Regions from separate parts of the Podarcis muralis genome. Here region 2 is linked to region 1. A link is a contact called in public Hi-C data. All regions are on one chromosome and are shown on one strand. Each heading gives the region's core, a stretch centred on a gene start, on an enhancer-like site or on the middle of the called end of the contact. The rest is flanking DNA. Distances are from core to core; before and after follow the strand shown. Region 1 holds the start of HSPA13 (heat shock protein family A (Hsp70) member 13). Region 2 holds the start of USP25 (ubiquitin specific peptidase 25).

The links. Hi-C and Micro-C count contacts between places; a contact is called where the count stands out from the background.
Region 2: a contact with region 1 is called in a Hi-C map of blood, with 4 times the contacts expected there. The contact joins the promoter of USP25 here to the promoter of HSPA13 in region 1. A contact is called at or near these places in 2 of 3 Hi-C or Micro-C datasets (blood and tail).

What each region holds. Positions count from the first base shown.
Region 1 is chr4:47,652,392-47,659,240 of rPodMur119.hap1.1, reverse strand. HSPA13 (heat shock protein family A (Hsp70) member 13) reads left to right here and starts at 5,598. Exons shown (of 5, transcript XM_028726935.2): 1 at 5,598-5,753. The coding sequence starts at 5,729.
Region 2 is chr4:48,101,939-48,108,397 of rPodMur119.hap1.1, reverse strand. It overlaps USP25 (ubiquitin specific peptidase 25), which reads right to left and starts at 4,867. Exons shown (of 32, transcript XM_028726941.2): 1 at 4,366-4,867. The coding sequence starts at 4,410.

The sequences.
Region 1 (6,849 bases), core at 4,349-6,848:
CAAGGAGAAGGGGACGACAGAGGACAAGATGGCTGTAAAAATTTGAGTAAGTGTAAGTTCCCTTAATATTCAGAGGCATAGCGGAGGATCTCTCTAACACACAGACATACACTAAATGGCATATACAATAAACCAAGAATTGGTACAGAGAGCATAGTAATGGCAAGTTACATAAAGAGCTAAGATGCAACCCAATGGGCCTATAAACTCCAGCCAGGCAGAACAAAGGTAGAGAGCCTTGCTGGATATTTTTATTGTTCTGCGGTTTGTGCAGTAAAGAGTTGCTTCTATTTTTACAGCTAGATCATGTTCAAGAGAGGTGTACAGCCTCTCTGCAAGGAATGCAGGTTTACAGTATCTGCTTTCAACAAACTTTTTCTCCAGGCAAAACAGACACTTGCTACTCACATGACAGCATACGGGGGAGTGATGCTGAGAAAATGAGACAAGTTGTGGGTAACATTTTTGCTTTTCTTGTAAGAATAATCTGACTAATGTCGGAATGATTCCATCAGTATTGTCAGAAATAGCTCTAAGAACCCTCCAGGTATGTTGAAAGTCTTAGCAGAGGCTACAGCTAAAGCAAACTGGATGCCAAATGACTAGAGATTTCTGGAAAGATATAAAGCAATAGCACTAAGGACCTTGACTTATGCTGATGAGTTGGAAGTTTTCACTTTACTAATTACAATGAGGTCTACTGGAGCTGGACTTTCTGCACCTTCACAAATTGTCTTACATAGTGTCTAATAGTTTCTACGTGACCATACCTAGAGAATGATAAAAAATTGATTGGGTTTTTAACAATTCCAACGGGGCATTATCCCTTATTAATCATTATCTCACTATGCATTGATTAACTATATCCTACTGTAAAATAATGATGGATGTTCACATACTAATGACACCTCTCACCTCTGCCTGAAAGTCACAGAGGTTGTGATTGTGAGCCACAGGCAAAGAACTTTTCTGTTGCTTAAACTCTGTAGAATAAACATTAAGCAGCAAACAATAAATAAAATGAAGGCTGAACATAATGAAACATGTTGTCTCTAAACTATGCCAAAGGCACAACTATTCCTGTATATTATGATGTTTGTTAAGAGTAGCTGCAACTTCTAATAGACAGGATAGTTTGCTGTTCAATAGTAGCTCTGTCCTAGCATTAAAAATAGCCGAATTCTATTTCCACCAACATTAGGCACAATATTAACCACCTGAAAGCTTATGAACACAATCCAGAGATGGTTTCACATGCCTAACTTCTCCCCGCCACCTGGTGTGGTGCTAGTTGCCTACTTTAGAGAACAATGACAATCCCACCCCATTAATGCTCACAGGATTTGAACATAAATATGGCTATTTGTAAGTAACCCACTACGTTTATGCCCATAGCCCTTCTGGCTTTGTACCTGTTTTTTGTTAAGTGGGAATACAGCTACAACAACTCTGGTTCCTTGCCTGGAACCTAGTACAATGGTACCTCGGGTTACATACGCTTCAGGTTACAGACTCCGCTAACCCAGAAAGAGTGCTTCAGGTTAAGAACTTTGCTTCAGGATGAGAACAGAAATCGTGCTCTGGCGGCGCAGCAGCAGCAGGAGGCCCCATTAGCTAAAGTGGTGCTTCAGGTTAAGAACAGTTTCAGGTTAAGTACGGACCTCCGGAACAAATTAAGTACTTAACCTGAGGTACCACTGTATCTGCCAAGAAGAAGATTCCGTATGAACCAACAAGGGAGGGACATTGACTTGTATAGTATATTATTATTATTATTATTATTATTATTATTATTATTATTATTATACCTCCCTTCATCCATAGATCTCAGGGCGATTCACAACCGGTTCACAGGGCAGTTTTTGGGAAATGAAGTGGTACGTAGTTGTCACATGTCAGTAGTGGGTTGGGCAAGAGGTAAAAGTGTATAGAACAATGAACACAACTCTTAACTTTGTATAGCAGTCAAAGTTCCAACCATGCAAAAAGAAGTTTCTACACATCACCATCCACCTCCATCCTCTCAACCAAAGATGCAGTAACAGTTTTTAGGTAAAAGCAGCCAGGTAAAAGCAGTCACAGAGGGCATGGGCACATGGCCTGGGCAGAGTCCCAAGAGAGGGGCCTGGAGGACCATATTTAGTCCCTAGGCCTGAAGTTCCCCACTCAGTTTAAAGAGACATGTGTGCACATAGAGCTATTGCCATGACTGTCAAAAGACTTCTAAGTTGTTGTCTTTTAATGGTATCTTACGCTTATATGAGAGAGAGATGCAGGTGGTGCTGTGGGTTAAACCACAGAGCCTAGGGCTTACGAATCCCCGCGACGGGGTGAGCTCCCGTTGTTCGGTCCCACCTCCTGCCCACCTAGCAGTTCAAAAGCACACCAGTGCAAGTAGATAAATAGGTACCACTCTGGCAGGAAGGTAAACGGCATTTCCGTGCGCTGCTCTGGTTCGCCAGAAGTGGCTTAGTCATGCTGGCCACATGACCTGGAAGCTGTACGCCGGCTCCCTCAGCCAATAAAGTGAGATGAGCGCCGTAACCCCAGAGTCATCCGTGACTGGACCTAAAGGTCAGGGATCCCTTTATCTTTTACTCTTATATAAGCTGCCTTATACCAGTCAGGCCATTGGTCTACCTAGCACTGGCTCATATGATTTTGCTGTTAAACTGGTAATTCTGTGCTTAAGATCTCTATGAAATTCACAGATAATGAATTTCATCACTAATAAATAGTCCTGCTTCTTATTACAATGGAAACATAAAAAGATTTCTTACACAAAAATCTTCTGATGCAGTAGGCAGGCTGTGGCTATTGTCTGTGTATCTTTAGATGCTCAAGAAAGATTGCATTCCACTCTGCAGCTAGAAGCCATGTCTGGAAATATCCTAAAATATTCAGCATCTATTAAGTAGGTCAGAGCATCTATCATTTAGAGCTCATCATAAGACACCAATCAACTTCCCATCTCCTTGCTTTTAAGCTGTACATGCCAACACAACTCAAGGTTAATATTAATACACTATAGAGAGAGCAGGGAAACTGGTCGCTACATATGAGCCTTGAAGCTGCCCACTTTACTTTGGCGGGGGGAGAGGTCGTTGATGATGGGGAGAGAAACTTAAAGGAAACTAGAGGTGAGCTCTGTAGCTGGTGCCTCTCTTCCTGGACATCATAACAGAAATTCACACCCAGGCAAAAGCACATTGAGGATGGACATCTCTCTACATCCAAAGTACCTACTGTGTGGAAGAGCAGGGAAGGAGGAGGAAGGGAGCAACTGCTGGGTTGCTGGAGGAATAGTTGACCACCACCACTTGTCTCTCCCTTGAGCAGGTTTGGGGAACCTATGGACCTCCAAATTGTTGGACTACAATTCCCATCATTCCTGACAATGATCACAATGGCTAGGAATGATGGGATTTGGGAGTCCACCAACATTTGGAGGACCACAGGTTGCCCATAACTTTCCTTGAAGAACCAGTTGTCACAGTGAAACAGTGCCTATTCCCTGCCTTTGTCTCTCTCATGAGATCTTGACTGCTCTCTGCTTGGGGCCTCTGGCATAACAAGCTGCCACAACCACCTTTCAAATCAGCCATCTGAACCCTGAAGATGCAATTTAGCCTCACCCCAACCCTTTCCAAACAGTGGAGCAGGAAGAAAAATGAGTTTTGAAAGTGGGTAGGGGGGGGTCTTCCCTTTAAGTGAAAAGGAGAATATTTAACTCCGTCTCTTCCTTAAGAGCAACCCAACCCTCGCCATATGCATGCAACATTCCTGCCAAGTTGAAATACTATTATAACAGTGGTTGCTGAATGCATCAGGATTGTTTAAAAAAAGAAACCTGAAAGCATCCACCATTGCATAAATTGAATTTAGACACAAGATTTGTAACATATGGTTTTGACTGCACTTGTGAAGGACCTACTGTCTTCATGGAATATTCACCCAGAAAATAACCACTGTGGCTAACATGACGTTAACGTCGTGACTGTAAATGTGAAAATGAAAGAATGGATTTCATTGTCAGCTTCCAGAATGATTTCATAGGAAGGTTCAGTGAATTTGTTAGACCTAGAGAATTAAATATAATAGGCAGAAAATGATGAGGCTTCTTTATGATTTATGCATCTGCAAAAATTTGGATAAAGATTACCAAAGGTTAATATGCTCTCTATGAATCTGAAACACTTCAAAACTGTCCTATCAAATCCGCATCTCCAGCAATATTCTGACACCTAGTGGGAAATGAGTATAACTGCTTATACAATACAGCTTTCCTGCCTTATAGTTTTTTCTCTGTACTTAATGTATGCCCACCAATGTCACACATCCAAAGAAGTGAATTCTAGTCCACAAAAAATATGTGATACAATAAATATGTAAGTCTTTAAGGAGCCACAAAATTCTGTTGCTTCTGGTTCCTAAGACAGTCAGAATAGTATGACTTTGTCTATTGTTTGACAGCTGATTTTTTGAGTTAAAAGGAAGAAAAAAATTAACTGGGCTGGGGTTACCCTCTCCAAAAAGGTGAGGGAAAAGTTGTGTGGCTGAAAATGCAAGATGGCTACTCCCAGAGAGTAATTTTCATCACAATTTCTCCTATGGAAGGTCCCGGAGGGTGGTTTTGTATCTAAAAAGATGTGCTTGTCAATATGTTTTTGTCAACATAAAGCATTTCATTGACATGTAAAGACTGCTGTGATGTAAAACTCAATTTAATACTTATATTAATGCTTATATTATATTAATACTTTAATATATTTCGTCTGGGCAGCCTTAAAAACAGTGATTATTAGAACATCGGGCTAGAATTTGGGAGACCAGGATTTGAATTCCCACTCAGTCATGAAACTCATGGCTAAAGAGTGGCACCTTTAGCAGCTTGGATATAAAGGTGGTATATAAATGCAATAAATAAACAAAAACACAGAGCTAGGCTTTTCAACGTGTCTGGGAATCCTGGGGCGACCAGGGCTCCAAATCACATGGAAGAAGCTACCTACTCACAGGAACAGGCTGTAGCATTGAGCTGCTTCCAAGCACTTCCACTCTCGCCCTCTACTGGCTCAGCCCACAGCTCTGAAAATGGCATTCCCTGTAAATGCTTCTAAGCATCCTCTGGAAAATCCAAAATGCCTTTAGGCGGGAAGGAAGGGGGACCCCGTGGCATATGGTGGGCTTTGAGTCCTTAACTATTACAAAGGGGGACGAGGGAGTGGAGACTGGCTGATACAACTTACCAGAAGCAAAGTAAACAAAAACTTTAACGATAAGCATCAGGAAAACTACGCAGCAGCTAAGACAACAAACTACCATTCCCGACAGGCAAAGCGCAGGAAGGGCTGTCATAACAGACCCTTCTTCCTCTGCACGTCACCAGAAAGTTCCCCCAAGTCCCATCAGCCCCTTCGCACGGATTGGGTGACGTGTATTGAGGGGAGGGGTCAGCGCGGCACGTAAGAGTGCGCGCCGGCGAGATGCTTGGCTGGCGGGCATTGTAGTTTCTTCCTACGGACTGCGCTGGGGTTTTATGACGAGAGGAACTACATTTCCCAGCATGCACCGCGCCGCGCGAGGTTTTTTTTTTCCCCCCCCTCCCCTCCAAGCGGCGAAGGTACAGTCATCACACGGGTAAACGGCCCAGGAAGCCGGCGAGTGTCACGCATAACAACAGACGGGGCCTTATAGCACCGGGCCAGGGCAGCGAGAAGTTTCGAAAATGGCCGGGGAGATGACGGTGCTGGGTGAGTAAGAGGGGCCGGCTGAAGGCGGGTCGGTGGTTGTGTCAGCCTCTGCGCCTCGTTAAGATCCCCCCTAAATTCTCGCCTGCCTGTCTGCCTCCCGCTGCTTTTTTGGGGGGGCGGGGACGGGACCTCGGCCTAGATCCGCCGCTGAAACCCAGGGCTCTACGCCGGAATACTCGAAGCTAAAATGAAAGCTTTTGAGTACACGCAGGGCATTGGAGGTGTCTGAAGGGAGCCTCCAGTTCCAGAGGCAGTCTACCTGTGCGTTTGAATGCCAGCCGCGGGGAGGGACGTCGCCTTCATGCTTATAGGCAAAAGAGGACAGAACTCCCCTCCCCCACTAATTCGCTGTGTAGGAAAGGGAATGCTGCACAACTACTGAAAGTGCAGGAGATCTGTGTTCTTCTGTCTCTGGTTACACGTGTCGGGTTGGACTAGATGACCCTCGAGTCCCTCCCAACTCTACAATTCTATGAATCCTGGAGGCATCTGGTGGGACCCTTTGGGCTCAAGACGCTGGACCAGATGAGTTTTTGGTCTGACCCAGTAGGACAGCTCTACTGGTTTTTAGGCTTTTGTGTTGTGGTATATACTGGCCCGGACACTGAGGTCCAGTTCCGAGGGCCTTCTGGCGGTTCCCTTGCTGCAAGAAGTGAGGTTACAGGGAACCAGGCAGAGGGCCTTCTTGGTAGTGGCATCCGCCCTGTGGAACACCCTCCCACCAGATGTCAAGGCAATAAACAACTATTTTACTTTTAAAAGACAACTGAAGGCGGCCCTGTTTAGGGAAGTTTTTAATGTCTGACGCTGTATTGTTTTTAATATTCGGTTGGAAGCCACCCAGAGTGGCTGGGGAAACCCAGCCAGATGGGTGGGGTATAAATAATAAATTATGATGATGTTGAGGGGGAGGGGTGGAGCTGCTGCCAACCAGGAAAAAAAGTGATCACCTCAGGCGTCTGATCTTTGGTATCATGAAAAGTTACAAATGGTTTTGCATGTATATAGTATCTTCACTGCCCAGGAGGGGGAGAGGCACTTGTGGGATTTTCTGCTTCCGGTACCAAAATAATTTGACCAGCGTCCCTGCTATTCA
Region 2 (6,459 bases), core at 3,618-6,117, 450 kb before region 1:
CAGAACAAAGCTGCTTCTTCAAATCTGTAGTACAGAAACTCTTCAGGAACTAGTGATATGCTAAGGGGTCTTCTGCTTGAATAGCTGGGACAAAACTGACTATTTGCATCAAGCATTCCATACAAAATTGTTGCATAGGAACTGCAAATCCCATGGGGACAACTATATTAGTGAGATGCTTTTGTTTATGCTTGTGTTATAGACATAGGAAAGGCCTATCCTTTTAAATTGTCACTGTCATGGTAACAACACCCATCATCTAATAATCTACTATTTAATGTAAACTGCAGGCAACAAGTATTTTTTTTAAGGAAAAGATATACTGACAGCCACTAGTAGTAATACATATCTGACAACATTCTTTTGTGGGAGTTCACTATGGGAAAGAATTAGTCAAGCCGGAAGGGCATGGTTCCCAAGCACTATATGTTTATATTCTCACACTAAAGGCAGACACTTAAAAACAGGCAAAACTAACATGAGAAACTATAATTGGAAATTGCAGAGCTCTGCTTTGTTCTAGTAATAGGAACTTTTACTCTCAGAATAAACACAAGAGTACAGAACATATCCTGCTTACCCAATATTAATTTAGATCATTTCACTTTATCTTTCTTATTTCAACACACACAGGTTATTTATCCATCTATCCCAAGAGGCATATTTAAAGGTTCATTCAGCAACACAAGCACAGATATTATTTCCACATAGGAAACTGAGTTATATTGAGCTGGATTATTGGTCTAAAAAGGTAAAGGTAAAGGTACCCCTGCCCGTATGGGCCAGTCTTGACAGACTCTAGGGTTGTGCGCCCATCTCACTCAAGAGGCCGGGGGCCAGCGCTGTCCGGAGACACTTCCGGGTCACGTGGCCAGCGTGACATCGCTGCTCTGGCGAGCCAGAGCCGCACACGGAAACGCCGTTTACCTTCCCGCTAGAAAGCGGTCCCTATTTATCTACTTGCACCCGGGAGTGCTTTCGAACTGCTAGGTTGGCAGGCGCTGGGACCGAACAACGGGAGCGCACCCGCCGCGGGGATTCGAACCGCCAACCTTTCAATCGGCAAGCCCTAGGCGCTGAGGCTTTTACCCACAGCGCCACCCGCGTCCCCCCGGATTATTGGTCTATCGAGCTCAAAATTGTCTACACTGATGGAGTTCTCTCTTGAACCTGCCCTACCTGGATATGCTGAGGTTTCAACCTGGGACCTTCTGCACGCAAAGTAGAAGCTCTTCCACTGAGCTACAGCCCTTCCCAAAATTACAGACTCTTTAGAGAACTCATTGGAGCCGTTTGGAACCAAAGAGAAACACCACTATGGGGTACCAAGCAGTTATTTGTTGTTAAATGAACCAAGCTGTTTCAAACATCCCTGTAAAAAACGGTTCTGGTCCTTTGGACTTTGAATTGGCCAGTGACAGGGGTTCAGCCAAATTCTTGAATTGATTTGCATCCACAAGCACATTAATTTGCATAGCGTACTTTGCACTGGAAAATTCAGTTTGCATCAGGAAAAATTCTAATGTCCCAGATCAGCCTTTGTCAAACAAGCGCCTTCCAGACATTTTGGATTGCAGCTTTCATTAATCCCATTTCTACCAGCCCACTTTGTTTCCATGCCTCCTGAATTAACGAGAAAAGTCTCTTCCTTCACAATCAGCACTGAAATGCTCTATTCCTCTTCCACCAATCTACTTCACAGGTGGCATTTTTTCCTTCTAGCAAAGGAGGGCACTTTGCCTCTTAAATGGTCAATACCAGGGGTCAGCAAACTTTTTCAGCAGGGGGCCAGTCCACTGACCCTCAGACCTTGTGGGGGGGCCGGACTATATTTTGGAGGGGGGGAAATGAAAGAATTCCTATGCTCCACAAATAACCCAGAGATGCATTTTAAATAAAAGGACACATTCTACTCATGTAAAAACACAGATTCCCAGACTGTCTGCAGGCCAAATTTAGAAGGCGACTGGGCCTTATCCGGCCCCCGGGCCTTAGTTTGCCTACCCATGGTCAATACGGAAATGCAGATTACTAGTCTCTTAGAAAGCTAGTAATACTAGTAACTTTTGTGGGCTTATTTACAAAGCTGGGTAGGATGTATGTTTAAACAGAAACACCCGTCACACTTTCTATTCAGTGCATCTGGGATACAACTACTAATGACTTTGGTTTTAGCATGAATGCAAACAGCGCAAAGATGAAAAGCAGTTGTCAAATCCTCACTGAAGTACAGAGTATCAACAGCACACAAGTACCCTGTTGAAGTTACTCAAGGAGTAGATTTCTACTGTTATGAAAGCATGTTAAGAACACATAGGTACTGCTTACTTTAAATCTTGTATTTTATGAGACATTTTTGAAGGAGTTAGAAGCAGATATAAAAGGATGCAAAATGCAAAAGAAATGAGCAGGAAAGTGGAAAGAGGTAAATGTGGAAACAGAAGTGAGTAGTTATTTTTTTAACACATACTTGTTCAATAGAACTGTAGAAGAGTGTATAGCATCTTTGCAAGCCTTTATGGCTATGCATTTGGAATGTCCCTCTTCATTTCACATGAGTCAAAAACAAAAAGTACAAATTTTTAGTGGCCACACACCTCTCAAATTGATAAGTTATAAACATACTATATAAAAAAATGACCATATTTAACTTATAGGGACGTGGGTGGCACTGTGGTCTAAACCACTGAGCCTCCTTGGCTTGCTGATCAGAAGGTCGGCAGTTCGAATCCGTGCCACGGGATGAACCCCCATTGCTCTGTCCCAACTTCTGCCAACCTAGCAATTTGAAAACATACCAGTGCAAGATACTGCGGCAGGAACATAAACAGTGTTTCCGTGCGCTCTGGCTTCTTGCACCAGAAGCAGTCTAGTCATGCTGGCCACATGACCTGGAAAGCTGTCTGTGGACAAACTTTGGCTCCCTCGGCCTGAAAGCGAGATGAGCACAGCAATCCCATAGTCGCCTTTGATGGGACTTAACTGCCCAGGGATCATTTATCTATTTTTTACCTATTTAACTTATAGGCATCTGTGCTTGAAACAAGTCGACTTGTTCAAAAACGTGAATGAATGGTTTCAAATTATCTGAGAGAATATTAGGCTTAGACCAGGGTTTCAAATATTTGCTAGGCCTTGAAGCTCATTGGATAACCTTGGATCAGGCAGTATCTCTCAGTTAACCTACCACACAAGGATTTTGGAAAGACAAAACGGAAGTAAAAAAGAGCAGATGAAGGCCATGTATAGCAGCCTTCTTTGGAGTAGGATTATTTACACATTCCAACAGATTATGTACTTCACATAAATTCAAGGATACCAGTCTTACTCTTTATTTATATCAAAAGGTTCAAAGTGTTATAGAAAGGACAACTTTCCTTGGGACAAAGTACCATGAACTTTCTCCAGAATTAGATCATTTGGGTCCTATATCCCATGACATAGCAAGCCAAATCTCCAGAGGAAATACATAACCTCAAAAGAAACATACAGTATATACAACTCAGAAGCTACTAACATAGGCCACTGTTACTAATAGTTAACAAAACACCTTCGATATAATCTACAAAATTCAAGTAAAGCATTCACACTACCAGCCACACTATACTTTGAGCTAACAACCAGATTTCCTGGCTCAGGGCAAAAACAGAAGCAGCAGCCTTCTTCACCACCCCTCACGGGATACACATTTACAGACTCATTTCAAAGCTTTACATTAAGTCCATGAAACATAGTTAAAGCAGGAAACCCGCCTGCTTCCTACACCTCAGTACTGTATTACAGAACCGGTTGGAAGAGCTGGCATGATCAGAACCGAGATGCGTCTCAGGGCGACAGAATCGGGGGAGGATGAAAACGTCAATCCCTCTATTTAAAAATAAAGTGGCACTTTTGTGAGAGGGTGGGGGGCAGGGAAGGAAGGGCGAGTTGCGGATCGAAACGCCGGGCTCCTCCTCCGTCCCCCTAATATACCAACCCCCGTGGGCACTTCTCTGGCAAGGTAAGGAGGGGAAAGCAGGGCAAATGCGAGAGGAGGAACACGCTTCCAGGAACTCAAAGCGTGGACGGGGTGGAGAAGTAATACTGACAGAAAGGCAGTGCCGCTTCCAGGAGCTCAGCGGACTCCCCCCCACCCCCACCCCCGCGATCCCCTTCCCCAGGCCGGGAGGAGCCGCCCAACCCGCTCTCGCCTCTCCCTCGCTAGACGCAAAGGTCACGGAGGGAACCCGGGAGGGAAGGCGCCGACCCGCCTCGGCTCCCAAAAGCCAGGCCCTCGCGTAGCCCAGCAGCCTGCCCAAGGGCTTCCTGCCTGGGCCTGAGCACAGGGTAGCTCTCCCCCACCCCGCGGGCCAGGTCGCCCCTCACCTTCTGCGCGTTGCTCTGCTGCAGCACATTCTGCTCCACGGTCATGGCCCCGGCCCGACTCCGGCTTCCCTCCCCGCCGGCCTGAGGAGGTGCAGCAGCAGCAGCAGCAGCAGGAGACGGCGCTAGCCGAGGGTGGGGAGGGAGCAACGGCAAGGCCGGGCCGGAGTGGACGGGCCGCCGGAGGAGCAGGAGGGAGACGAGGGAGAGGAGCGCGGCGTGGGGAGGCCGCGGCTCGCGATCCACGCAGCCGTGACGCGACGCGCCTGCCCAGGCAAGTGGCAGCCCTGGAAAGGAGCGGGGCGCGCTCAGGCCCGGCGGTGCGCCTGCCGCTTGCTAGGAGTGTACGCGCCGCCGCCGCCGCCTCAACCAAACATGCCCAGCCCAGGAATGTGCTTGGGCTCCTCCCCTTCCCCGCCGCGCCTCCCTCCTCGGCGGCGCAGCCCTGCGCGCTCCCTACTCGGAAGTAAGTCTGGCCGAGTTTGTCCCGGCTAAGCGCGGGCGCGCAGGGCTGCAGCCCGAGCTGCGAGGGGGCAAGTGAGGAAGGGAAAACGCCGCCCAGCTGACGCCGCTACCGGGGAAAGGCGACTGAACGGGAAGCAGGAACTTCTCCTCTTCCCGCCCTTATCCTGCGGCGGCCGTCCAGCTTGCAAAGCCTCTGGGGATCCCTTTTCGCTCCACGGCGGCCTTCCTTTCGGAACAAGGGTCGGGGAAGAGCGCATACCGGCGGCAGGCCGAGTCATCCCTACAAGTTTTACCTTGGTGGGGCCGGTTGGCTGCTGCGGACTCCCGCGCCCCTTTCTGTCCTCCAGGCTAGCAAGAAACAATGCGGGAATAATGCTTCTAGCCAGGTGAAGACACTCCAGGAAGTTGTGGAGGTGCAGTAGCCCCTGGGACTGGGAAAGGTTTGGGAACTTTGCTAATACCAGAAAGCTCTAAACGGTTTGGCTTCCATATGATTCCACCTTCCTCCTGAGAGGGCTTCTGCTTCATATCCTGTTTCTGAGATTAATTTTATGAATAGGTGGGGCAGGGCCTTCTCCACATTGGCACCCAGGCTCTTGAATTCATCTCCATGGGAGGTACATTTGTGTCACTTCCTGTTTTCTTTTTGACAGTCAAAGCTATGGTTTTCTGTAGTCTCTCTTGTGACACTGAGGCTGTTATTTTTGCCTCCTCGTACTGTGGTTTTTGCTGCTATTACACTGCTGATTTTTGATCAGTGGTTTGGCTTTATGGTTTGATGGGTTTAATCATTTTTAATACATTGTACTGTGCATCACTTTGGACCAAAAATCAGGATAAAAAGAAACTATGCATGATATTTAGTGAAGTTATGCTCAGGGCACACCTAATGTAATCAATAAACACATATTACTCACGTCAACTGATTTGTTTTTTTAATTAATATTTCTGTGCTGCCCCATAACCAAAGGTTATCTTGTCACCTTCCTAAAATATTTAAAATATTATAAACAATTTAAACCATAAAAATACAACATAAATAGCATCAGACAACTGAGAACTCAACAATGATTATGCTCACAGAGCACAGACAGACAGATCTTAATTACCAGACTTCTGAGATCCTATAAAACCTTTGGGAAAGCTTTAAAAAGCAGAGAGAATTAATGTCTTCCCCTACTGCCAGAAAGAATACAAAGTATTCATAGCATGTGAGCCTCTTCAGGAAGGATGTTCTACCATCAGGATACAGTACTGTCCTTTGTCACACTTATCCTGGCTAAGGCACCCAGAGAAAGCCTCTGACAATGGCATTGGGGAATGGGATGGTGTTTGTGAGTGAAGTGTAGGCTTTAAAGATTACGGTAAAAGCAGCATTTTGAATCTGGATTGGAATCCAGCTCACCTGAAACAAAGCTAATGTAATATACTGTAGTGCAGTTAGCTCTGTCTTGGACTAATGGGAGTTCCCTAATTGTTTTCAATGGTAGTTCCATATACAATCCTATGTGTATTTACTCAGAAGCATCCCTGCCTGAGTTCAGCAAGAATTACTCCTAGATAAGTGTGCATCTGGTTGTAGCCTTTGTCTATCCTCTCAGTCAGTCAGTGAATTTGGCATAGAGAAAGAGT